Regions from separate parts of the Mus musculus genome. Here all the other regions are linked to region 2. A link is a contact called in public Hi-C, HiChIP or PLAC-seq and Micro-C data. All regions are on one chromosome and are shown on one strand. The core of a region is the stretch at or near the end of the contact, and the rest is flanking DNA. Distances in the headings are between cores, read along the strand shown. Region 1 has its middle 18 kb from the start of 4933432I09Rik. Region 2 holds the start of Ess2 (ess-2 splicing factor). Region 3 holds the start of Snap29 (synaptosomal-associated protein 29). Region 4 holds the start of Dgcr8 (DGCR8, microprocessor complex subunit).

Evidence for each region. A called contact is a pair of places that touch in the nucleus more often than the background predicts. HiChIP or PLAC-seq counts read pairs in DNA pulled down with a chosen protein or histone mark.
Region 1: an H3K4me3 HiChIP or PLAC-seq map of bone marrow-derived macrophages shows a contact between it and region 2, with 2.2 times the contacts expected there. The contact joins the enhancer-like site here to the promoter of Ess2 in region 2. A contact is called at or near these places in 3 of 39 promoter capture datasets (the C10 cell line, neural stem cells and trophoblast stem cells), 1 of 15 datasets of contacts at CTCF or cohesin (the NIH/3T3 cell line), 2 of 484 Hi-C or Micro-C datasets (embryonic fibroblasts and ventral hippocampal neurons) and 15 of 115 datasets of contacts at active chromatin or transcription factors (the NIH/3T3 cell line, SST interneurons, bone marrow-derived macrophages and 9 more).
Region 3: a contact with region 2 is called in a Hi-C map of natural killer cells, with 5 times the contacts expected there. The contact joins the promoter of Snap29 here to the promoter of Ess2 in region 2. A contact is called at or near these places in 3 of 39 promoter capture datasets (erythroid cells, liver and pre-B cells), 4 of 484 Hi-C or Micro-C datasets (CD4 T cells, embryonic stem cells and natural killer cells), 1 of 115 datasets of contacts at active chromatin or transcription factors (memory CD8 T cells) and 2 of 9 other capture datasets (adipose tissue and liver).
Region 4: a contact with region 2 is called in a Micro-C map of embryonic stem cells, with 3 times the contacts expected there. The contact joins the promoter of Dgcr8 here to the promoter of Ess2 in region 2. A contact is called at or near these places in 2 of 39 promoter capture datasets (the C10 cell line and liver), 3 of 484 Hi-C or Micro-C datasets (LSK cells and embryonic stem cells) and 2 of 115 datasets of contacts at active chromatin or transcription factors (bone marrow-derived macrophages and memory CD8 T cells).

The regions. Positions count from the first base shown.
Region 1 is chr16:18,192,953-18,198,789 of GRCm38.p6, forward strand. No RefSeq gene overlaps it. Among named protein-coding and RNA genes, the nearest start is that of 4933432I09Rik, 18 kb to the right of the region's middle. Within about 2 kb of position 2,214, at least 123 of the 459 cell types and tissues checked have an H3K27ac peak or open chromatin away from gene starts, as enhancers often do. A contact at or near this core is called in bone marrow-derived macrophages, neural stem cells, pancreatic cancer cells and 2 more, where this site is marked.
Region 2 is chr16:17,906,546-17,912,843 of GRCm38.p6, forward strand. It overlaps Ess2 (ess-2 splicing factor), which reads right to left and starts at 4,803. Exons shown (of 10, transcript NM_022408.2): 1 at 4,617-4,803; 2 at 3,543-3,711; 3 at 3,360-3,455; 4 at 1,205-1,377; 5 at 975-1,092; 6 at 564-697. The coding sequence starts at 4,760.
Region 3 is chr16:17,404,049-17,409,814 of GRCm38.p6, forward strand. It overlaps Snap29 (synaptosomal-associated protein 29), which reads left to right and starts at 1,952. Exons shown (of 5, transcript NM_023348.4): 1 at 1,952-2,311. The coding sequence starts at 2,075. Pi4ka (phosphatidylinositol 4-kinase alpha) reads right to left here and starts at 1,817. Exons shown (of 55, transcript NM_001373955.1): 1 at 1,586-1,817. The coding sequence starts at 1,750.
Region 4 is chr16:18,285,553-18,291,956 of GRCm38.p6, forward strand. Dgcr8 (DGCR8, microprocessor complex subunit) reads right to left here and starts at 3,616. Exons shown (of 14, transcript NM_033324.2): 1 at 3,551-3,616.

The DNA of each region.
Region 1 (5,837 bases), core at 964-3,463, 280 kb after region 2:
CTGTGGCCAGAGTGGGCTCAGGCATCCTCCTCCTGTTCATGGAGGCCCACCATTCATGAGGTGGTCTCACCACCCACCTTGACACTTCACTGTCAACTTGACTGGATTCAGAATAACCTTGCAGGTTTTTATAAGAGGGGGCTGGAGAGATGGCTCTGGTGTTAGACCATGATCCAGATTTAGTTACCAGCCTCCATGGCAGCTCACAATCACCTGTAACTCCAGTGCCAGGGGATCTGATGGCCTCTGAGGAGACCAATACATCCATTCATGCAGGCATACACATACATACATACATACATGCATGAATACATCATACATACATACATACATACATACATAAAAACAAAGAGGACATGAAATCAGGAGGGGGATATGGGGCAGGTTTTAGGAAAAGTCGGAGCAGGGAATGGAAGTAAATATCATCAAATATAGTGTATGCATATATGAAAGTCTTAAATAGAAAATAAAGCCGTGCAGGAGACAGCATTGTGGGGTCTGTAAGTGCAGCTCCAGAGAGTTTAGCTGGGGAGAGACGACCCGCCTGCCACCTCCAGTTCCTGCGCATTCCTGCCGTGGGGGAACGCACCCTCAAGCTGTGAGCCACGGTAAAACATTTCTTTCTTAAGTTGCTCTCCTCAGGTACTTTGTCACAGCAACTGGAGAGTATGCAGAGGACACCATGTTTCCAGGAATCCAAACCAACCGTACCCCATGCACAGGCACACACAGCCCTCTCTGTGTCTCCAGCCCTGGTGTGTCCCTTGGAGCCACAACTCCCATTCCCCCCACATTGCCTTACCCTCCCCCCCCCACCCCCTACCCCCACTCCCACCTCACCCCTGAAGAGAGGAGGAGCCTCCAGGGTCACAGCAGGGCTCCTGCCCCACGTGTTTGTCCAGTCCTGTGTGGTGACTGTCTCCAGAGAGCCCGACCCAACAGGAACAGAGGTGGGAAAGACTGTGGGGTGGCAACTAGAAACCCCTTGTTCCTGAACTGGTGCTATAAGGAGATCCAACTGAAATTCCCCAGTTGGGAGGTGTCTGTCCTTACACACAAAGTCAAGGCACGGCCTAGGCACAGCAGTGTGGCAGTCCTCATAGGAATCGGGGCCCAAAGTATCTGTATTGCCGGACCCAGGGAAGTAACTGCCATGGAGGGTCACAGAGCCCTGTGTCCAGTAGACAGGACAGGAGAGCCAAAACATGGCTGCAAAGGCCAGCCCTTGCACAAGGGACCAGAAAGCACAAAAGCTGCGCCCCTCAGCCTGAGAGTTTGTCTCCCATCCTTCTGGGCCAGCTTCCAGCACTGAAGATCCACCAGCTTTCCTGGTTTACCATGTGCCCGTCACACAGCTCTGCTCAGGCTCAGGCAGGCCAGAGACAGTGCTCACTTCACACCTTCCCCTCCCACACAGTTCTTCGGAATACAGTGGCCACTGCCAGCAAGGACCCCTGGGAAATCAGCTGATGCCAATAAACCTCCCTCGGATACCGTAGGGTCCCCAGTGTACCATTGCTCTTCCACATCAACCAGTCCACCGCAGCTGTGTCTCGGAGCCCTCATCCATCAGAGGCGGGGTCAGCCCAGGGCTGCTTTCCCACAGCCTGTAGCCCACCCAGAGCTCAAACCCTCAGTAGTGCCTCTCAGCACTTGCCTGGCTCCATTGCTGGGGCTGCAGCTCATCCAGCATCATGGTCAGGAGTCGGGTACTGGCTGGGCTTGCCACCCGCCAGCCTGACATTTCCAAATAGGCTAGCAGTGCTTTGTCAGCAGGCAGAACACGCACTGTCAGCAGCTCCCCAGATACCAAATGCCAGTGTGGCTACCCAGGCATGGCAGGATGAGGCCTGGACTGGGCGTGGGTGCAAGAGCTGTGGACGGGAGTCCTGGGGCTGCCCTGGGGAGAATGAGCTGATCTTTGCCAGCCAGCCAGCTCCAGTCTTTTCTGGCCAAAACCCCGCAAGGCTCCACCCTTCCCTCTCTCATAACAGGTGTCCACCGTAGCCCTGGGTGGGCCTCAGCACCCAGCAACTCTCGTTGGACTGTATAGCCTGCTTCTCCCCAGGTGTCTGCACGGTCTAAAAATCAAAGCCACGGCTACCCCAAGAGTCCCAGCATGGGCTTTAGGGAGCATTTCCTACCACATTGCTGGGCCCAGCCTGGACAGCCAGCTGGGACTGGGAGAGCAGACAACAGCCAGCTCCATGGGCCCAGGCAAGTCTATTGAAAGAAAACGTGGGTGAGGCCAAGCCCCGCCCACAGCTCCACAGTTCCCTGGAGGGCCTCACCCACCAGCAGGTTGGCATTCAGGGTGGGGAAGCAAAGACAGTGACTGGAAGATGAAGTGTGAATGACTCACGGGTGTCACAGCTCCTTGACTTTCAAGGAAGTTAGAATAGACTGAAGCCAGTCCTAGATTGTGGTAATTGCTCATAGCAGCGCGGGCCAATTAGCATGTGACTGAGGAAATGAAAACAAGACTTTTTTCTCCTGTTAAAATATTTCAATACAAAATGTAGGAGGCTCTGCTGCTAAATGGAGTCTGCCTGTGAGGAGGACACTGTGCAGGAGACTCACTTGGGTCCTAGTACACATGTCCCAGGAATATGACCCCTGCCAGTACATGACCCCAGGAGGACATAAGCCTGGGAGGAATTCACGTTTACTCCAGCCCACGTGGAGAGTGCCATCCAGTTCAGTAATTAACAGTCATATTGTGCCCGGTGATATCATCAGCTGGGGCAAATCAAGGGGGGGGGGTGAGATGGGCAGGGGCAGCTGGGGCAGCTGGAGCAGGTGGGGAGGTAAGATGGGCAGGGGCAGCTGGGGCAGCTGGGGAGGTGAGATGGGCAGGGGCAGCTGGGGCAGGTAGGGCAGCTGGGGAGGTGAGATGGGCAGGGGCAGCTGGGGCAGGTAGGGCAGCTGGGGAGGTGAGATGGGCAGGGGCAGCTGGGGCAGGTATAGATGGTAGAGCAGGTACTGCTGGGTAGCAAGATAATACCTGAGGATGTGAACTGATGGAGAGGAGACCTGGGTCTGCAGAGCAGGTGCTGGGCCCTGTTCCTGCTGTGGCTGGAGTGCAGCAAGGAAGATGGAGGCTTCTTGGTCTTTTGCTCAGAGTCCCCTCTTCCCCTGTGCCTCTTGGGGACTCCAGCACCTCCAATAAGGTCCGAGCAAGTGCAGAACTTTTATCAAAGGCTGTTCCTGGCAATGCCCTACTGTGGACTACCTCCCCACTTTTAGCAGGGCCTCATCTGCCTCTGTACCCATAGGAAGGTATTGGGGCTCTGGTGGTATAGTCCCCGCAGCTGGCAGCCCCAGCACTCCCTTTGTACTTGTGTCTTCCTTGTGACACCCCAGAGCTGGCAGAAGACTGACAGAAGCGAGCCAGGGCCCCTCAGCATACTGGGCACATCACCTCTCCCTCTCTGCAACTCTGCAGCATCTTTGAGCTGGTTACCATCAGCATCCCTGGGATCACAGTCACAACATATGAGTGGGAGGCTAAGTCACTGATCCCAACAGTTAGAACATAGCAGGGCCACCTTCTTAGAGTTGAGTCCTGACAGACAAGCTTACTGGGGCAGGACCCTGCCCAGCCTACCTTGTTCTCAAAGTCAGTTCTTCTTCTTGAAGGTCTTCTCAGGGCTGTGGATACCCACACTTGCTAACAGGGCTGCCAGGCCTAACTCAGGCCGATTGGTGGCTGATTGATGGGTAATTGTTTTACCTCTGAACAACCCAAGCCCCATAATTTCAAGGCATAAATCCCAGCCTGTCGGGCTTGGCTGACATGCAATGACACCCAGAATTAAACGGGAGCATAACAATTAACAGCCCATAAAAGTGTTTCTAACGGAGCTAGCCAGGGAGCACTACCAACAGGCTCCATCCCCTGGTGGGGATCCACACAGAGGCCATGTCCAGGAGGGAAGCGCTGCTCACTCTTCTCACCAACAGCTCCCACTCCTGGGATAAAATCACACCCTGGATTCAGCACTGCCCAGGCCCACACCCTGCTTGGGCGAGGCCCCTAAACCAGAGATCCTTAATCCTGCCACCCCCTCAGCTCCTGGTATGACAGGCACTATGAGCCCCCCCCCAACCCTCCCCAGTCATTTGGAGGTCACTAGTGAACATGTGCAGCCATATGCAGAGGTAGAAATCAAGAGCCAAACTCCAAGCGGCCCACAATGCCCTACCCAGTCATTCCCACAGCTCCATCTACCCTACCCTACTCTACCCTACCCTTGTTCCCAGTGTCACCATGCTCAGACAAGCGCTCATATTCAGCCTCACACCAGGGTCATTTTGGAGGAAACCACACTAAGAGAGGCCAGCAGGCTGTCCCCAGGACTCCCGTGCGCTTCACTCTTAGGACCATATGGAGGCCTACAGGGTCCAGAGCTCTTTTAGAGAATGTTCAGCCCACTCCTGCTCCTGCTCCTGCTTTTGACCTCTCTAGCACCTGCCCTCAGAGTTGCAAAGCTTGGGAGCCTCAGGCCTGGACAGCAGTGAAAACAAAGGTTCCTCCTTTCAGATCCCCACAGGGTCTCCAGCTCCGGAGCTGAGCTGGGGAGCAAGGCCTCTGAGAAGTGAGGAAACATGATTGACCCCAGTAGCTCCTGCCTCTGACGCTGAAGTCCCCACCGTCAAGGTGTCCTTGGGTTCGGCCATTCCTGTGCACAGAGGACAAGGATAGAGCTGGGAGCTTCCTAGGGACCCAGCTTGAGGTCCTACAGGTGAGTCAGTGACTCTCGACCCTGCAGCCAAGTGACCAAGGCTGACTAGGGCCCCTCATCACAGTGGACACTCAGCCTTGCCCTGTCAGTGACTCTGCAGTATCTTTAAACAGATCACCCTCTGCTGCCACATCTCAGCCTGTGAGGACAAAACCACGGGAATCTAGAGGAGCCTTGCCAGCCTGTTCCAAGGACATCATAGTGGCACATAGGTGTCTACTGTCCCCACCATGCACAAGTAGCAGAGCCTCCCAGATCCCCTCTCCATCCTGAAGGGTCCTGACACCGTAGGACTGAGGCTTCAGACCCATGGGTGCCACACTGCAGACTCTCGCTGCCTTGGCATAGCACCCATGCTGAGGCTCAGCTTAGCAAACACCTCGTCCCAGTGTTGAGAGCAGCACACAGCAGCTGCCTAGCTTTATCAGCACTAAGCTCTGTTGTGAAACTCTGTAATTGTGATTTTTGCTTTTCTACTAACAGTGTGGCTAGAATCCTGCTTCAGAATGTTCTGAGTCTTCGCAGGAGGAGTACTGCCGCAGGGCGCAGGGCAGACATAAGACTCCCCAATTCCTCTCTCCTGGGGTAATTTCAGGGAGTCTCTGAGAGCAGGCCATCGGGAAGAAGCTGGGGCAGGTGCTGAACGATGCGGAGGAAGAGCAGACATGGAGGGCAGAGCGGGAAGCACAGCACTGCCTCTCAACAGGGGACACATTGCAGATGAGTGGGAGGGATGTCCAGTGGCCAGACAGTGTCACAGGAACCTCTGGAGAGAGGCACCCAGCATGGGGTTCTGGGCTGTCTTGGAGGAGAGTACACCTGAAGAGACCATGTGCCCTGTCCTAGCCTCTGGGCTCAGCCCTCCCCCTAGGCACCCTGACAGGAGCTGGAACTGCATTGGGAATTCAGGGCAGGTCCAGCCTGTGCACTGTGTTGGAGAAATGCAACACAATTAATTAGCCCCTAAAAAAAGTGCTTGAAGTGTTTATTGCAGGACGGCGCTCCTGGTTTTATAAGCAGATGGGGAAATAAAGCGGTGGGGATGACAAGCCAGGAACAGCTGCACAGGGACCCGGAACCTAATTCATAATT
Region 2 (6,298 bases), core at 3,553-6,052:
CATTAAGTAAAGGTTGCCCCTCCCTTCCCTCAAGGAAGAGCCTCTTGGGTTGCAATGCTACAGAGGGCCAGTGCTGGCTCTCCCCTGTGGCATCTGAGTGTTCCCATCTCCTGCCTCGCCTCCAACCCCATGATGATCAGGGACACTCTGAGGGCACGTACTCATCCTGATCGAAGGATCTCAGTGGCCTGGCTCTTTCTGGAACTTCCCAGTATACAGCGCTCTTCTCAGCTCGCTGACTGCTACACAGGTATATATATGTATGGTATGTATATGTATGGTATATGTATATAGGTATGGCCTCTAGAAACTTCTCTCCTCTCTGGCCAACATCATAGGAGCTGGTATGGGCTAGAACCATAGGTCATATATCTAGCCCCATTGGAAGGGGCCAAAACAAGATACAGGTCCTGCCACACAGGGGCTGTAGCAGTTCTGACAATTAAGCTCCATCTAGCCTCAGAAAAACCCTAACTTAAAGGGACAACCAAGATGGGAGAAGCCACACCTCTCCAGTTTTCCCAACGCAGCTGGTCAGCTGCCTGGTGACTCTGCTTACTCACCTGGGCATTGAGGGCAGCCGCCTGCTGAAGCTGGGACCTGCTCAAAGCCTGACTGAAGGGATCTCGGAGGAAACGTGTGTTCTTATGTACTATCTGTCTCGGCTTCTTAAACAACTGCTCTTCATCAGGGACACCTATCAAAAGAACAAGGTAGCAGGGCTCCAAGTGGGGGGTGAGCCCCATGCCTCACCTCAGCCTTACAAGTCATGCAGCCTCAAGGCTAGATAAACCTCCTGAGCTAAGTCACCCCTGGCAAGGCAGAGTAGAGCCACCTTAGCTCACAAACCCTCAACAAAGCAGTAGGGAAGACCACAATGTCCCAAAAGCGTCACAGATTGCCCCAACCCCAACCTGGCTCAAAGGTAACAAGACAGACCACTATAGGCCTTGTCTTCTGCCTTGTTCACTCACCCTCGGGATAGTACATGAGAGAGTTCTTGGCCTTGTACTTCCAGGTCTCCACTCCAGCCTGACTGCTCTCAATGGCTTGATGCTCTGCCGATGGGAGTTCAAGATTATCTTTCTGTCGCTATAGTGACATGGGGGGAAAGCAGGGTCAGAGAGGCACCCAGATCCTGTACCTGTGGCCCTGGGACTCCATCCCAAAAGAAGGTGCCTTTGTTTTCAAGCTCCAGGGCTACCTTCTCAAATTCCTCCTCAGCCTGGTAGAGCCACGCGTGCCGTGCATGGCTTTTTTCCTTGGCCACCTCCATGATCTCCTGGAAGGAGGCATTGTCCTCACTTGTGTACTGGCTCAAGAAGACATCCAGGCTGGGCAGTGGCTCCTTCTCCTCTTCCTCTCCAGCCTCTCCTGCTAAGAGGTCACAAGTAGGGAAACACACACTGCATGATTAGCACTGCAGGGCTGAGGAAGACCGTCCCACTTCATAAGGGCTACAACCCCAGCTCCTGCTAGGTGACAGACTAATTCCGACTGTTCAGATAAACCCAGGTGGCAACCATGGCCAACTGGCCAGTTCTATTGATCTGCTAGTTGCCAAGAGAAGTCTGGGATCGGGTTGACTCATGAAGGGGCAGGGTCAGATACATGACGACAGTTTAGTAGGCTCTTCCTCTGCCCAAAGTGTATTAATCCTGTAGGATCTACCTCTACAGTCCCATGAGCTCTTCTTTCCTCCTGGAATTATCTTTCCCTTTCCTTTCTGACTGATATTATGGATGAGTGGTGGCCACAAATGCCTCAGGGTATGACAGTTAATCCCTAAGGCAGGAGCCCATATGGCCCAGGGCTCCACGGAGCACCACACAGTCCCTGGGCCAAAAAGCTAACCATACCACCTTGATCCCTGCTACCGAGGAAAGTGATACTCTTGAAGATGCAGCACTGCAAGTTTCAGGGGGCTGTGTGAAGGGGAGGTTTCTCATCTGTTCTACTAGCAGTCTTGACCACCAGCCAATGCCTAACACAGTGGTTCTAAGTTCAAGTCCTGAGGTTAGAAAAGGGTAACCTTGGGCCAGGTGGTGGTGGAGCATGCTTTTAATCCCAGCACTCAGGAGGCAAAAACAGATGGGCTATTTGAGTTCGAGGTTAGCCTGATCTACAGAGCAATCTCCAGGCCAGCCAAGGCTACTGGTAAAATATATGTATAAAAAGAAAACACCTTCAAATTGTCCTATTTCTCTGCTGTAGTTCAATTAAGGGTCAAGCTCCAAGAAGAACTACCACCATAGCATGTCCCTGGCAGGAAAGGCTGGGCTGTTGAGAAAACACGTTTGTGTGAGCATGCTGCACACTCGCTCTAGTACAGTATGCTGTCCACTAGAGCCTGGCACAGAAACGCCTTTGTCTATGTCTAGTGATACATTCTACTACAGACCCAGACAAGTCCCTTAGTGGCAACGCTCACATATAAATAGATTTATAGAGTTCCTCCTAACCTTAAGATACATCTCATACTTGGTATGGAAACATGTCGAAAACAAACACTCATCTGTTCTACATGTGTGTCTTAATGGTATACCACATGATACTCTAAATGTGGAGGCAAGACCTAGGCCCTACTCTCTGGGAGGGCTCACCAGGTAGTAATTAGGGTGAGAGGCAAGAAACAGAAATGCTCCCCCTGCACCCACTCACCCCCCACCCACTGAACAGTGAGGGAAACACAGTGAGACTCTCTGGTCTCAACAAAACAAACAAATCAGAAAACTAAAGGCACTCGGTGAGAAACAGAGGCCCAGGTGGCTCCAACATTACACAAAAGTTCAAGAACCCAGTGTCCAGATTAGCTTCCGCCTCTAAGCCCAAACAGTTAACAATTGAATACCGACCTGAAGGGAGAGACACAAGTGACTGCCTTGGAAGAAAGAAGGTAGAGGAGCCTAAGGCATTTTCAGGAGACAAAGCTCACAAGGCTGGAACACTGAACACAGACTGGGACGGTACTGGGCTCTCTTTCTAGAGACAGGCCAGAGGCAGAGAACACAGTACCTCCACACCCGGGAGCTGGCCTCTGCTCTTCTGCCTCCCAGACCAGTGTCTCTGATCCCAAAAGTGGATACTTATGTGACCCTAAGAAAATTCACAAGAGCCGGGCGTGGTGGCGCACGCCTTTAATCCCAGCACTCGGGAGGCAGAGGCAGGCGGATTTCTGAGTTCAAGGCCAGCCTGGGTCTACAGAGTGAGTTCCAGGACAGCCAGGGCTACACAGAGAAACCCTGTCTCGAAAAACCAAAAAAAAAAAAAAAAAAAAAAAAAAAAAAAAAAAGAAAATTCACAAGAATACAATTCCCAAGTAGTCTTGACTATGAGACTAAAAGAGGGAGTTCACTCACCATCATCTAGGTCTCGGCCCTGGGGCCGGGGCTTGTTGCCCAGCACAGCAGAGCCTGGGTGTACCTCAGGAGTTTCAAAGGTGGCTGGAGTAACATCTGAGAGAAGCAAATCAGAAATTAGAGTGAGCCTTACGTGATAACAGACTTTCCCTAAGCCCTCTAAAGCAGCACCCGTCCTCTTACAGGGTGGTGGAGGTTCCCGAGATATCTTGCCCAGGGCAGAGCCAAACTTGATGGCAATCTGGCGCATGCGCTCCAAATCTCCGTTTTCCTCGGCCTCCAGGTACTCCTTCTGTGCCTGTAGCTTCTCCACATCAGGGAAGAAGTCTCTCTGGATAACTGTCTGAAGTCCCTGCCATGAGCAATCAGAACAAAGGCCAGAGTTGTCATCTGGGAGTCCTGACGCACAATCCACCACTGTCCATGTTCCACCCCTTAGACCTTTCCCTTCTGCCTAGCTGGACAACTGTCATCTACAAGATAGGTTTAGAACTGTCTTTTCTAGTAAGGCTGTCATCCCACATAGCTCTGATGTACCAGTTAACTACTGAACAATCTCTTGAAGCCCATGAAATCCCTCACTAACTGATCTTTCTCTTTGCTGGCTCCATCTATAACACCAGCCAGACTAATGTGGATATTGTCATCCTCCACCCACCCATGAATTTGTATTTCAATCTAAACCTTTCTCTTGAAAGCCAGTCGCCACTATCGCCACCACAAGAAAAAGTCCTCAAGATTTCAGATCCAGCCCGCCCTTGCTGTGAAGCTGAAAGTCTGTACAGTCAGCTGCACGGCAATGGTACAAGGCAGCATATCCCAGAAGCATCCTAAATCTAACCAGTCTAAAACCAACCCTATGTCGGTCTGTCCTCCAGCGTGTTTGCAGTTGGACCCTTAACTCGAGGAGCAACTGAGACCCACTCACTCAATGACGAAGCCAGTTCCACTGTCTAATTCCGGGACCCCCAGCCTTTGACACTTTACAGCCTTCCAAAAAGTCGTCTTCACCATCTCTCGAAAAACGTGTCAAAATTCTACCTATACAAGAAACTATTTCCTTGACTCTCAACAGAAAACTGGATGCCCACTTCTGCATTGTTTTCTTGGTTCTCAATGCTTTCCAACCCAAAAACAGTTGTTCCACTTCCAAGGGCGGCTGAGAGTGCCAGGACCAGAAAAAATTCAAAGGACTGGACAGGAACGCGAATAGGGGGAGGGGCCCGGAAGTCGCCAGCGCTCGCACTGAGCTGGTACCTCGATGTACTCTTCTTCATCCAGGACCCGCTGCCTGCTTCTCGCAACTCCGGCCTCTCCAGCCTCCCCAGCCGCGCGCTTCCTTGAGGGCGCGGACGCGGAGGACAGAAACAGAGCACCCGCCGAGGTCCCGGGCGTCCCCATCGCTATCCCAGAATCGCTCGGGCGGCGTCTGCACCGCTCCAACAGCCAGCCAATGGAGAAGCAGTATTTTTGTAACAAAGCCGGCGCTCCAATGATGTCACTGGGAGCGCCGGATCTTAAGAAAGTTGTAGTCTTTTATCCCCACCCGCGTTGCTCATGCCCATCTAGACTATGATCACTAGGGGGAGCTGTAGAGTGACTGACGCCACAGTCCCTCTGTTAAAAGTTCCAATTCTTTAAAAAAAAAAAAAAATGCAGATGCTTCAAAGACATTTTTAAATACTTCAAAAAATTTGGTTATGACTTCCAAACTCAGAAAAAGAACACTAAGACAATTCTTCCCGTATACTTATCTAACAAAATTTAAATGAAAAGAAAGAACAAAAGGGTCTTAAATCTCTGGTTGGATTTATTAGTTCCCTGTCTGCCAGGATGGGCTTCTCACTGAAAGCATTAGTGGAACTTTCTTCCTAAGGGAGATCATGAATTAGGTGGGAGAAGCTCTAGCCCAGAATGATTCATTACAATTTTGCTTTTCCAATGATCTTGTCCTTCATTGTGAGTCACTGGGGACTTTATGACCATGTCCCTGCATCCATAGAGTTGACCATACAGTAGAAAAATGTTAAATCATGCTGCCAGTGTGTAAAGTTACAACTGTGACCTGCAATAAGTCTGCACTCAGAGAATCTCAACTGCTACACAGGACATGTCAAGTGGCATTTCCCCAGGCAGAACATGGTTGTAGATGGAAAAGATGAATGGATGGGCATCAGGCAATGGGAAGGCCCAGCAGCGGGGTGGAGCAAGGCAAATGCCAAAACAGACCTTTAGTCACACAGTGCGCTAAAGAAGGAGATGACACCAGAGGGGGAGAGCCAGGCTGCACAGTATCTTTGGAGTCCTGTCAAGAAACATTATTTTAAGTGAGCTCAGGTGAAAACCAGAGAAAGCTGCAATGGTTACCATGCAAGGGAATGCAGCTTTCATGAGGTTGGTGCGCCTGAAGCTGCACACGAGCTAGTTTCTGGGGGGTTATTGATATGTTTAAAGGTGAAATCGGCTGGACTGGGTATGATCCGGTAATAATAGCAATTAATGATCAAGAACTCTATGATTTAACGTGCCTTTAGCAGGACAGTGAATGGGAAAATGGCCTGTTGTATATATGGTGCCTGCCGCAAGCCTGTGGGCTTCCAGGTGTTGTCAGAGGTACAGACTGACAAATACCTCAGGGGACAGGCCTGGACTGGAGACATAGAGGTGGGAACTGTAGCCTAAGGATGGAAAAGATACACCAAGAAGAGTATGGAGGGGGCAGAAGAGATGGCTCATCCGTTACAAGCATTTGTTGCTCTTCTCGAGGATCTAGGTTCAGTTCCCAGCACCCACACAGTGACACACAACTATCCATAACTCTACTTTCAGGGATTCAAATATCCTCTTCTGATCTCCATGGGCACCAGGCAAACATGTGATGTACATGTATATATACAGGCAACACACACAGCTATGCACTCACACACATACATCCACAC
Region 3 (5,766 bases), core at 702-3,201, 510 kb before region 2:
TCCAAAGGTGCTGAGTTCAAATCCCAGCAACCACATAGTGGCTCACAACCATCCATAATGAGATCTGATGCCCTTTTCTGGTGTGTCTGCAAACAGCTACAGCATAATTATATAATAAATAAATAAATCTTCTTAAGATGTTGTTATTATTTATTTGTGCTTGTATGTGCTCATGCATGCAAGTGCCCATGGACACCACAAGAGGACTTTCTGATGCCCTAAAACTGGAGTTACCTTCAAACATTCAAGCAGTCCTAAGCTGCCAGACATGAGTACTGAGATACCAACTCCCTGAGTGAACAACAACTCCTCAGCACCTCTGCGGATACTGGGCTGTTCCTGAGTAGCATGGACTACAGGTGCATGCTACCATGTCCAGTCTGTATTCATTCTTTAGCCAGAAGTCGGGTTGGCATTAGATCTTCCAGAACCTGTTCACCTTGCAGGTAGGTGATACAATCAAGTTTGAAAACTTACAAGGTCAAAGACCAGGTCACTCTGCCTTTCCACTTTTACCCATCAGCGCGCAGGTGCACATGTCACCCAGGTTCTTTCCATCTTTCAGAAAGTTGAATGGACAGACAGCCCCCTCCCTTCAGTGCTAACATACTGTGCTGAGTCTATTTACACATTCCTGGGCGAAAAGCAGCTGACTATTATTGTTCATCCACGTTGTGCCTGGCCTTAATATGTAAACTCATCAAAGCTTCACAGGTTTTATAGATAAGCAAATAGGCTGTTAGCATGCAAGTTTCTTCCTCAAGACTGCACACAGAAATTGTAAATTTAGTCAGCTCTGACTAAAATCTGTCTTCTTCCTATCACAACATCCTTTTGTTGTTGTTTGGTTTTTGGGTTTTTTTTTTCCCCTAAAAGAAAGCGGTTAGCCTCCTTAATCCTGGGGTTCTACCCTTCACCACCCACCCAGTTCACCTCTTATCCCAGGTCCAAGCATATCTTTTATCTTCCAAGATAAGGACTGGCGTGTCTTTCTCTTCTGAAGCAATCCTGAATTTAGTTCTCTGTCTACTAACAGTCCACTGCATATTCCTGCCACTGCATCTTCTCGAAACTCATCATCTTTTGATCCAGTCTAACGCTACCATCTCTTAAATAATAATACGATTTGCATAGCTGTCCTTCTCCACAATCCAGTGAGAAGGGCAAAAAGTGTGTAGGGGAGGAGGGCGTCCCATTTCATGAGAAAGACACCTCTCCAAGGTCATTGAATGAAAACAAAAAATCGGGACCAAAAGCCCGGATTGGACTCTTGGTCCTTGGCTCATCCTACCACGCCTCACAGGCAGTCACGATGCTGCCACAACCCCCGCGCCTGAGATGTCACAGCGGTAGTCCGCCCGCCCACAGCTCACTGCCCTCCCACTCCCACCGGTACCAGACCTCCCAGCGTCCTGTCGACTTCCCGACTCCTCTCTTCACCAGAACCCTCTCCCACCGACCTCCCTACATCGCTGCCACCTCTATTCAGGAGCCCCTCTCTAGTCGCAAGTAGCCTTCTCAGACCCAGCAGCGTCCCGCCGCTTCGCCACCTCAGGCCCCTCCTCCTGTCAGTACGCAGGGTTACCTTCTCCAAGGATGCTGGTCTCTGCACAGCCAGGGAGCGGGCCAGTGAAAGTACTGTGTTGAAATAAAAGCCTCGAGAGGTGCTGGAGCCAGAGCTGGACCCCGAGCCGCCGCCGCCGCCGCCGCCGCCACCGCCGCCTCCTCCCCGGGCCCCAGCAGCCGCCATCACAGCGCACGCCCCGGCGCAGGCGGCTGGGTTCACAGCTCTGGGCTCGCCACCACCGGTCCTTACTGCGCAGGCGCAGAGGCGGCCGACTTCCCGGCCACCTGACCACCTGACTCCTCCCCTCTCCCCTCCCCCGCACTGGGTGGGGCCTGGTCCCCCTCTGCCGCTCCGCCGCCGGGTTGGCTCTGGAGGCGGGGCTCTAGCGCAGTGCTGGCGGAAGTAGTGCGCGCGGCGTCCACAGTGAATCCGCCCGCCGGCGCTGGGCTATCGACTCCTCGCTCAGCAACCCCTCCTGCTTCCTAGGTGCAGGCCGTCTCCCGCACCATGTCTGGCTATCCTAAAAGCTATAATCCTTTCGACGATGACGTGGAAGAGGAAGACACCCGGCCCGCGCCGTGGAAGGACGTCCGCGACCTGCCTGACGGCCCCGACGCGCCCATTGACAGGCAGCAGTACCTGAGACAGGAGGTGTTGCGCAGGGCCGAGGCTACCGCTGCCAGTACCAGCAGGTCCTTGTCTCTCATGTATGAATCGGAGAAGATCGGAGTCGCCTCTTCCGAGGTGAGCCTGGGGCAGAACTGAGCTAAACCGGCCAATCAATGCGTTATAAAAACGGGATGAAGAAATATTTTGTTTACGATCTTTTGGTATTTTTCTAATTGCCTACCGTAAGTTCATGGACATAGTGTAAAGAATTATGTATCAGGATCACCTGATGTTTACCTCTGGAAGCTTCCTTATCTATTATTCTGCGAGGTTAATTTCTCCCTCGCTGCCCTGCCCTCATGTCTAGTTAAAAAGTAAACTCCAAATAATGTTCTGTGTGAGAGTAAAAATGCCAAAGTGCGGCCTGTATTTGGGAAGTAGTGTCTGTTTCATTTACATATAACTTGTTAGGCAGAAGCCTCAAGCTGTTCCTCTCTAGTGGCCCAGTTAAAGTGTGAACTGTGTATGCTTCAAGTGCCAGGTGGTGCCTGAAGTACTGACGCAAAGGGAGCCTGTGTTCTTCTTCTCACATCCTTGACCACTTTTCACCTTTCTAATGGGAATATTTAAGTCCCCTCGCCTGGGCTCCTGCTCAGGAAACCAGATCCTGAATTGAGTCGACTCTTACCTTTGTAGACCGTGTGTTATTGTGACAGCTCTTTCCATCCATAGAAAATTTCAGCAACTAGGAACTTTGCTTTCCTTTAATTTACCTGTATTTGCATATGCACAGTTTAAGGGTGTCCCCTGAAGCCGGAAGAGGGCACCAGGGAATCCCTTGGAGCTGGAGTTGACAGATGGGTGCTGGGAACAGAAATGGTCTTCTGAAACTTCTTTAAGACCTTTTCTTTTTGAGGAGTTCGGCTTGGTGGACAGCCTACCAATGAAGCCCAGGCTGGTCTGGAACTTAGAATTCTTGGTCTCAATCTTTCTGATACTGGGATTTCAGGCATGTACCATCTTCTCCAGCATAAAATAAAGATTATTCCAAGACACCAGATTGCCCCTAAGTCTACTGGCAAAATAGTTGTTTTGGCAGAAGAAGAAATTACTGATATATCAGCCAAGAATAATCTTAAGTATTTTACAGTTTTGAAATGTAATAGTTGAAACAAAATACTGTCTTTCTTTACCAGTCTTCATCTCTGATCTTTGGCAAGTGTTCTCCTCTGGGACTTGGACAGATCTCTGTTGTTTTCTATTGCCACTGTTTGGTATTTTACCTTCTCCTACCTTCCCTGTTGTTGTCTCCCTGACGGCTAATGTATGTTCTGCCTCTAGGAAGTTGTGCTTCTGTGTACTGGATTCTTAATGTTCCACTCCAGATCAATTGGAGTCCTACAGGTCTTGGTGAACAGGTCACTTTGTATTGAGATAAGTGATAAGTTCTCACAATGTAGCCCATAGTAATCCAGATTGGCCTCGAACTCAAGATCCTCTTTCTTCAGCCTCCAGAGGGCTGAGGTCATAGACATTCACCAGATGCCAATGCAGGTAGGTCCTCTTGAAGAACAGAAAGCACTCTGACCTGCTGAGCCATCTCTCCAGCCCCAAAAGAGAACCTATTTTTTTTCTCTCAATCGTATCAATATGTAATTCTGACTGTTCTCCAACTTTATGTAGACTAGGCTAACCTTAAACTCAGCCTGGGAGTGCCGAGGTTCAAGCCACCACACCAAGCACTTTTATTCTTTTTTAACTTTAAAGTGAGGTGTTCTTTACATATTGGCCTGTATATTATTTAGTAGTATTGAAGGTTCTTTCATAGTTAAATACAATGAGGGGTGGTTTGGAGCCGGGGAATAGGCTAATGGTCATATTATATGCCATTAGATGGATGACCTGTTTATGCAGCAAGCCTCCTAATAATGAATATCATAATATTTGCTTCCTACATGAACATCACCACCTGGCCAAAGCCACTCCCCTTCCTAGGATACTCTGCCCCTCCTAGAGCAGTATAGCATACTACAATGATCTTCTCTGGAGCCTGATTTCTCAGTTCAGCAGAGCCCAGCAACGAACAGTAGACTAGGGTTTCAATTGACTTTGCACCAACACAGTGGAAAGGAACTGATGTTTGGTAATACTGACACATAACGTGCTCAGCTGCCTTGCCTAGCACACGCTCCTCGGAGGCCTACTCATCCTTACATCTTTCCAGTGTCTGCCACTGAAGCCACACTGGGCATTCAGTTCAGAGAGGTCAGAGAGACAGACGGCATCCCTCATAACCTGGAGGAGTGGCAAGGCAAACTCCTCAGGTTTTCCCCAGTTCGAGTGACTAAATCCATTGCCATAGATGTACTCTTGTTTTCTAGAAAGCTGGTGGGAGCAGCATTCCCAGTAAGGGCTTCCCAACCAGACCTGCTCCTCCAGAGTTGTTCATGGTGACTCTAATGCGTCCAATTTCTGTTTCTGAATGCACTCCACATCAGGGCAATCTCTGGCTCACACAGAACCCAGCAAGCTCCATGTTTACTTGGCTATCCAAGCTAGAATCTGTTAGTGTGAGTGTGTATTACCTTGAAAGAGATAATGAGAAATTTCGTTCTCTCTCTGTTTCTCTCTCTCTCTCTTTCTCTCTTTCTTTCTTTCTTTCTTCCTTTCTTATTTTTTCCTCTCTTTTCCTTTGTGAAATAGTATTTGCCCAGGCTCACCTCCATCTTGCTGATCCTCCTGAGTTCAGCTCTGGAGTACTGGGATCCCATGTCTGTGCTACCCCACTGCTTAATCCCCAGTCTAAGATAATTAATTTCAGAGTTCTGAGTTTAGTGCGCTGACCCCAGATTGACATCCATGTACTTATCAGTTCATAGCTAAGTTTAATTTCAAACTCATTATGAGGCCTACCTGATGTTCCAGGATGCCTTAGTTGTAGATTGCATTGTGATCTGTGGGGCTCCACATCATTTGCTGGGTATTTCCTGCTGGGTCTCATGGGTCCTACCCACACCCTTCTGTGCTTGACACACAGTTCCACTTCCCTTCAGTTACTCCAGCTGCCTAGACTAGCTGCTCTCTTCAACTGAGGCATTTACCCCACCCACCCTTGGGACTCCCTGTTATATATATACTCCTTAAACCAGGCCAAAAGCCCTTGTTGGGGCTTCACTGTGTGTAACCTTTTTATTGTTTTTACCATGAAACTAAGCTCAACGAAGCAAGAACGGGTCTGCCTAACTCAGCACCACAGTGTTGTTAGCAAATTAGAAAAGTGGATTAGCCTTGCTCTTACCCTGCCTGGATTGTATGAGCCCTCAGGGAGGAGTTTGGGCTTGGTTAGTCCCCTAGCACTAGAAGACTGCTTGGCAGAGAGGAAGTTCTCCTGAGTGTCTTGGAGAAAGTCCCACCAACCGTTCCAGGCTCAGGCAGCAAGAACCCTTTGATTCCCTGAATCCTCACAGTGTCCCCAGAACATAACCTGTCTATGTGAGTGTCACCTCACTTCAGGCAGTCTGAGCCCTTGCATGGTCATTGTTTCCCTGACTTCCTCTTCCCCTTGCTCTGAGGAGTATTTCCCAGAAAAG
Region 4 (6,404 bases), core at 2,366-4,865, 380 kb after region 2:
CAAAAAGAAAGTGTCACGGAATGGTCTATGCTTGCAGACCCTATGGGGGTGGAAAGCAGAAAAAAAAGGTGAAGAGAAAGCTTCTCTGCAGACACACTCTAGCACCCTGGGGAGAAGAAGAGAAGGAGCTGTAGGTAGCCCTGTCTCACAGTGCTCAGGCAGGCCATAACTCTGGAGCCCTGAAGAGGTCTAGGGGAGGAGACCACATGGAAGTAAAGCAGCAAAACCACCAGAGGGAAAGAGCAGAGAGGGAAGGATGTAATGCTAGGAAGCTCTGCTACAGAGGATGCTTGCAAAGAGGGATGACACACAGGGCAGGCAGATCAGCAGAAGGCTGGCCACAAAACCAAAAGATCCACAGAAAAAAATGTTATTGGCAGAAACACATGCACACGAACACACACATGCACACTCCCACATCATGCACAGAAACATGCACATGCCATGCACACAGTTACAGGTGCAGATATACATACATACATACAACCATGCCCATGGGTGACAGCTTGGTTACCCCTACAATAACTCATATTGGACTCCAGAAAGGACAAGAGGACAGAAAACATCAACTATATAAGCAGCTTACAATAAAAGGGTTGAGTGGGGTGGTTATGCCTTGCTGAAGGTACATAAAAGCCAGAGGCTTGTTTAGGTTAAATTAAACCATTTAAAAACTCACTTACAGTCTACTCTGAGAGGTGCTACCAAAAACAAGAGATAATTAACCCCAAGGCCTAGATACAGCCGGAAGTCTATACTATGACTTTATGTCTTATAACTGGCAGTGGCCTAACAGTTTTTAATTCAATGGAAATTTAACAAAACACCTCTCCAAAGGTGTTCCCATCAAAGGTGCTTATGAATGACTGAGAAGAGAGCAATAACTAAGAAGCCAGGAGGGAGATCAAAGTTTCCTGGCAACCAAGGACCACTGCAGAGGACAAAATCATCAGCATGCTTAATCCTAACAGACCTCAAATAAGATCAGGACAGTGCCTGTTAGGTGTACAGAGATCACAGCAAGTCAAATCTGTGGTATCTGAGGTAGGATATGCTAATGGTAAGAACACTCAAGTAGGCAGGGATTGGAGACAAGAGTGGTAGAGGATAGGGAAGCATACTGTATGTTAAAAGCAGTGGGCCAGTGAGGAACTACAGATGAAGGCAATAAGTGAAGACATTAATAAGTGTTAAAGCAGGAAAAGCTTTAAAGAAATATATATCATAGGTGGGGACCCTGAGGCCCTGGAAAAGGAAAGTACACATCTTGCAGAAGCAGGCAAATTGTCCAGCTCTGGAACTCAGCAGCAGGCTAAGGTAAGTTTCTTACCTTCCCTCTGAAAGCTTACTCAATTCATTAATCAACTATTTGCTGAATGCCCCATAAGGCATACACACCATGTATATGTGTTAAGCACAAAGCAGATAAAACATTTGCCCCACAGAGCAATTACACTTCCCCCACAGAGCATATTAGTGTGAGATGGATAATAACAAGAAACGTATCTATGATGTCACATGCTGACAAATATTCTGCTAAAACAAAGCAAGATAAAAATCTAGAAAGCAGCTTCTAAAAGATTACACAAGGTTCTACAGCCAGTGCCCACCCAAGGATGAAATAGATGGAGCCAGATGGTTAACAAGAGTAAAAAGGAGGGTCACTGTAGAAGATACTTAAAGGAAAAGCAAAGACCCTGGGGCAGAGCCATGGTGTGGCCACGCTAGAGATAGTATGCTGAGTGAAACTGACCTGGGCAACAAGTATTCAGTTTTTTACATTTTTATCTTGAGTAGCAGGATACTGCACAGAAGGGATCAAAACAGTGGTATCACTGATCCATGGGTAACAATGGCAGCTAAACCTCACACAGGTCCTGCTCTAAGGATTTTATGCAATTCACTCAGTACTCTGACAGAAAGGTTAAACAATTTGCTCAAGGTTACAAAGCTAGGAAGTGGTACAGCTGCTTTGCCACTCAAACAAGCAGGCCTAAGTCTGCACTACCTCAGTTTTATAACACCTTACAATTTAATGAATCACTCTGTGTCCAGAAAACCTAAGAGAGTAAGAGTAGGGATCAAATTAGAAGAGTTTAAAAGCTCACCAGATAGCTTGGACAGGGACTTTAGGTTACAGTTTCTGGGAAATGGTCTGGTGTTGTAAACAGGTGGCAAGGCTTCTTAGGAGATACATGCAGGCCTATGAGAGGCACCAAGGTGACTTTAGACAGGCATAAGGATTGTTCTGGCACGGACTGTGGTTATCTCTTGGAGTGAATCAACCTATTTGGTGTTAAAGTGGAATAGACAACTAGAAGCAGGAGATTGGAGATCAGAAGGGAGGACAGACAGTACTGGAGATGGGAGTCATGGAAGATGTCAAAGGAAACTGATGTGAAAAGTACATAGGATCACATGGGAGGGGAATGATGACAAGAGAAGGCCAAACTGGGCAAACCAGTCAAAATCATGTTTCTCACAAGGTAAAATTCAGACAGCCACTGTGAACTGCCTGCTCCACATGTTTGGCAACACAGCTCAAAGGGTAGCCCTCCTGCCTGTAAACCTCACTATTCTTCAGCTGACTGGACCTATGGATGCAGATTTTGATTTGCCAATTAGACTGTGAGCAAGTCAGACCCACTGCTGGCTCCCCTGGACCCTGGCACAGGGCTTACCCAAAACATGTGAACAACTCCTACTTGCTGAACGGATGGCCAGTGCTACAGCTGCAGCCTCCCGCTCAACCCAAAGGCAGTATGACCTCATCAATTCCTTTGTCACCCCGCAAATCCTATTCTAAACTGAAAGGCCACACTAGCTGGGCCAGCCTTTCACTATCTTCGGTTAGTGATGGATTACAGTGGGAACTGAGCCACTTCCAAGGCTGGGAGTCTAGTTTGAGCCAGCAGAGAGTGGGCACCCTAATAGTGATTGGCATACAAGAGTCAACAACCCAACACAGGACATCTCTGCATCTGGCAATAAGGTACATGCAAGCATGCAAGATGGCAAATCAAATTCCTACCATCAGCAACCCAAATCCACTGGATGATACTACTTGACATGTATCGCTGTCAACAGGTTGCCACTTGCCATTTATTTCTACAACGTTCATTGTTACTGTAAAACCACATTCTGATAAGCTACATGACACTTCATCCACGGGTAATTTGGTGGAGACTTGGGCGGTTTCTTGGCTTTTTCCAAACAAAACAGGCGGAGTTCGGGGCGTTGAGGTGTCCCTGCCCACACCTCTCCCGCCAGAAGGCGAGGCAATGGCTTCGGGCCCACCGCCCAGGGGGCTTCGTTACCAGGCAGACAGCACCCTACGTTCATGATGCCTGGGCTCCGGGCCCGGCCCCCACTGCACAAAGGCCGCGACTCCGCGTGGCCCAGCCCGCCTAGCGCGCCGCGCCCCGCCCCGAGCCCCGGCCTGTGGCCTCGCCCGGGAGGGGTGGGGGTGGAAGGAGGGAAGGAAAGGGCGCAGCCTCTCCAGGCCGCAGCGCCCGCCGCCCGCGGGGCGCCCATCGCGCCCCGCACCTACCTGTGGCGCCCGCGACCTGCCCGAGCCGCCCGCAGCCCGACCACAGCCGGTCGACCCTCACCGACCCCGGCGCCGCCACAACCCGCGAAGGCCCTTGCAAAGCGCTCGGCTCTTGAGACCCGCTGCCGCGCGGGCGAGCGGAAGGCGGGCCTTGGCGGAGGGCTACCAATCACGGCGCACGGCCTCCGCGCATTGGGGGAGCCGGGAGCGGGCTGAGGCGGCCGCCAATCGGCAGCGCGAGGCGCGCGCGGCCCAATTGCGAGGCGCTATGGAGACCGGGATGGGCGGGACCAGCCGCAAGCCTGGCACTTCTAACGGCTGTCGCTCCGGGTGGGGCTGAGTTGCGGCCGCGGGGCGCGCCGGGAGAGAGGCGCGTAGAGGCTGCCGGGAGCCGGGGAGCGCGGGAGTGCGAGGGACGCTGGGAGCTCATCTATGAGCTGGCCTCTGTTGAGCTCAATAGTCACTTTTGAGTTTGCGAATGACAATGGACCTCCGGCTCTGGGTCGTCCCAAGGACAATGTTGGAGGTACACCCATCCTAGAAAGTCAACGGATAAGATGCGCGATGCGGAGGATAGGAAAGGAGTTTTACTCGCAATATCATCACACCAGGAAGGACAAAGATCTGATGACTAAAAATGTTCGCTGTGCTTACAGCATCCTCCGTGTCAAAAAAGGAAGGAGAAGCAGAGCCGATTGGGGGTCCTTTTAGTTTGGGGTGGACCTTAGGTAGGCCTTGCAGACTTGTGTCAGTGCCAAAGACCATAAAGAAACTTAAGCAGTTCCAGACTCATCTGACACCCGTGGTAGCAGTATGAGACTTAGGAAAATTCTTTAGGACAGAAGTGACTCAGAAACAAAATGAAGTTAGCCAGGTCTGTTCCTGAGCCCTTCAAATCCCGAACCCACAAACCATTACTTCATTGCTATAAGCCCGGGACTAAGGTGGGGATAAGTTATATTTATACTATCCAGAACCTCAAATAGTTTAGCTTTCCTTTAGGTTCTGATTCAAGTCAATAAGTGTAATAAAAATTTTATAGAAAACTGTCTGCCGTTAGGCAAACACTTCAGTAATTGCTGCTGGACATGAAAAGTGGATGCTAAAAACACGACTAAAGGGTAACATGTTGAAGAACTCACGGTCTCAGCACACTTGTGTTAATGCTAAAAGCACTGAGTTATATCCCTAAGGTTGGGGAGATTGTATCTATTTTTTTTTTTAAGATATATTTTATTTATATTAGTACACCATTGCTCTCTTCAGACACAACTGAAGAGGGCATCAGATCCCATTACAGATAGTTGTGAGCCACCATGTGGTTGCTGGGAATTGAACTCAGAACCTCTGGAAGAGTAGTAGGTGCTCTTAACCACTGAGCCATCTCTCCAGCCCCAATTGTATCTATTTTAACAAAATAGAAAAGTTTCTCCCCAAAATTCTTAGAAATTGCAAATGGCCGGTCAGTGGTGGCCCACACCTTTAATCCCAGCACTTGGGAGGCAGAAGCAGGCGGATTTCTGAGTTTGAAGCCAGCTTGGTCCTACAGAGTGAGTTCCAGGACAGCCAGGGCTACCAGAGAAACCCTGTCTTTAAAAAAAAAAAAAAAAGAAAGAAAGAAAGAAAAGAAAAAAGAAAGGCCTGGCCTGGAGAAATGGCTCAACACTGACTGCTCTTCCAGAGGTCCTGAGTTCAATTCCCAGTAACCACATGGTGGCTCACAACCATCTGTAGTGGGATCTGATGCCCTCTTCTGGTGTGTCTGAAAACAGCTACAGTGTACTCATAAATAAAATAAATAAATCTTTAAAAAAGAAAAGGCCACCAGCTGTAGGAGGCACAGAGGTCTATGTGCTTACAGATAAGCATTAAGGGATCCTGGAATATGGTGGTGTTCCTTCAAGGGAAGGAGTGCCAAAGAGAGGAGAGGTCAAAGAGTCCATGGCAGAAATGGCAGGTTTTTGTAGGAATCAGAAGCTAAGGGAATCCAGGGAAGACATGAGGTGAAGAGATTTAGGTTAGGGGTGGGGTGAAAAGAGCTGAGAGAAGCTACAGGTACTGAGTGAGCCTGGGGGCCTAGAGGTGCTTTGGTATGCTAGGAACCACAGCCATTTGTCCTGACAACCATCAGAGTCCTGAGTATCTTCAAACCTTTAGGAAAAGCTGAATGCACACTGGGAAGAACTAACATGGGAATGAATGTTGAAGTCAGCACCAAACTTTTGGAGATACAGATTCCCAGCAAGCACAGATAGGCTTTAGATTTCAAGAATGGGAAATAGATCCAAGGAAGGAGGGAAAATATGGGAAAAAAGCTACTATTTGATACTCCAGTCAGTCTTACTATTTTTTGCCTACAAATATGTATGTGTACTAGATGGCCACAGTAGTCAGAAGAGGAAATTGAATCCCCTGGAACTGGAATTGCAATGATTGCAAACCACCATGTAGGTACTGAGAACAGAACCTGGGTCCTCTGTAAGATGATCGAAACCATCTCCCTAGCCCCCAGAGTTGATTTTCTGATTGACAATTAAGATAGTGCAAATTGTAAGCATTTGTAAATAGAATTCTGACTAAAGATATCTTGGCTTTATATTTCCCTCAGTGAGGATCATTCAGTATTGCTGATTTTTTTCTGCATGCTAATCTAGAACTCCAAGCAATAAAACTAAAGATAATAAGTGAGCAGTCAGCTTTAAGTGGAATTTAAATGCATTTAAGAGTAGAAATAAAGGAGCTAGAGAGATGCCTCAGAGGTTAAGAGCACTGACTGCTCTTCCAGAGGTCCTGAATTCAATTCCCAGCAATCACATGGTAGCTCACAACCATCTGTAATGGGATCTGATGCCCT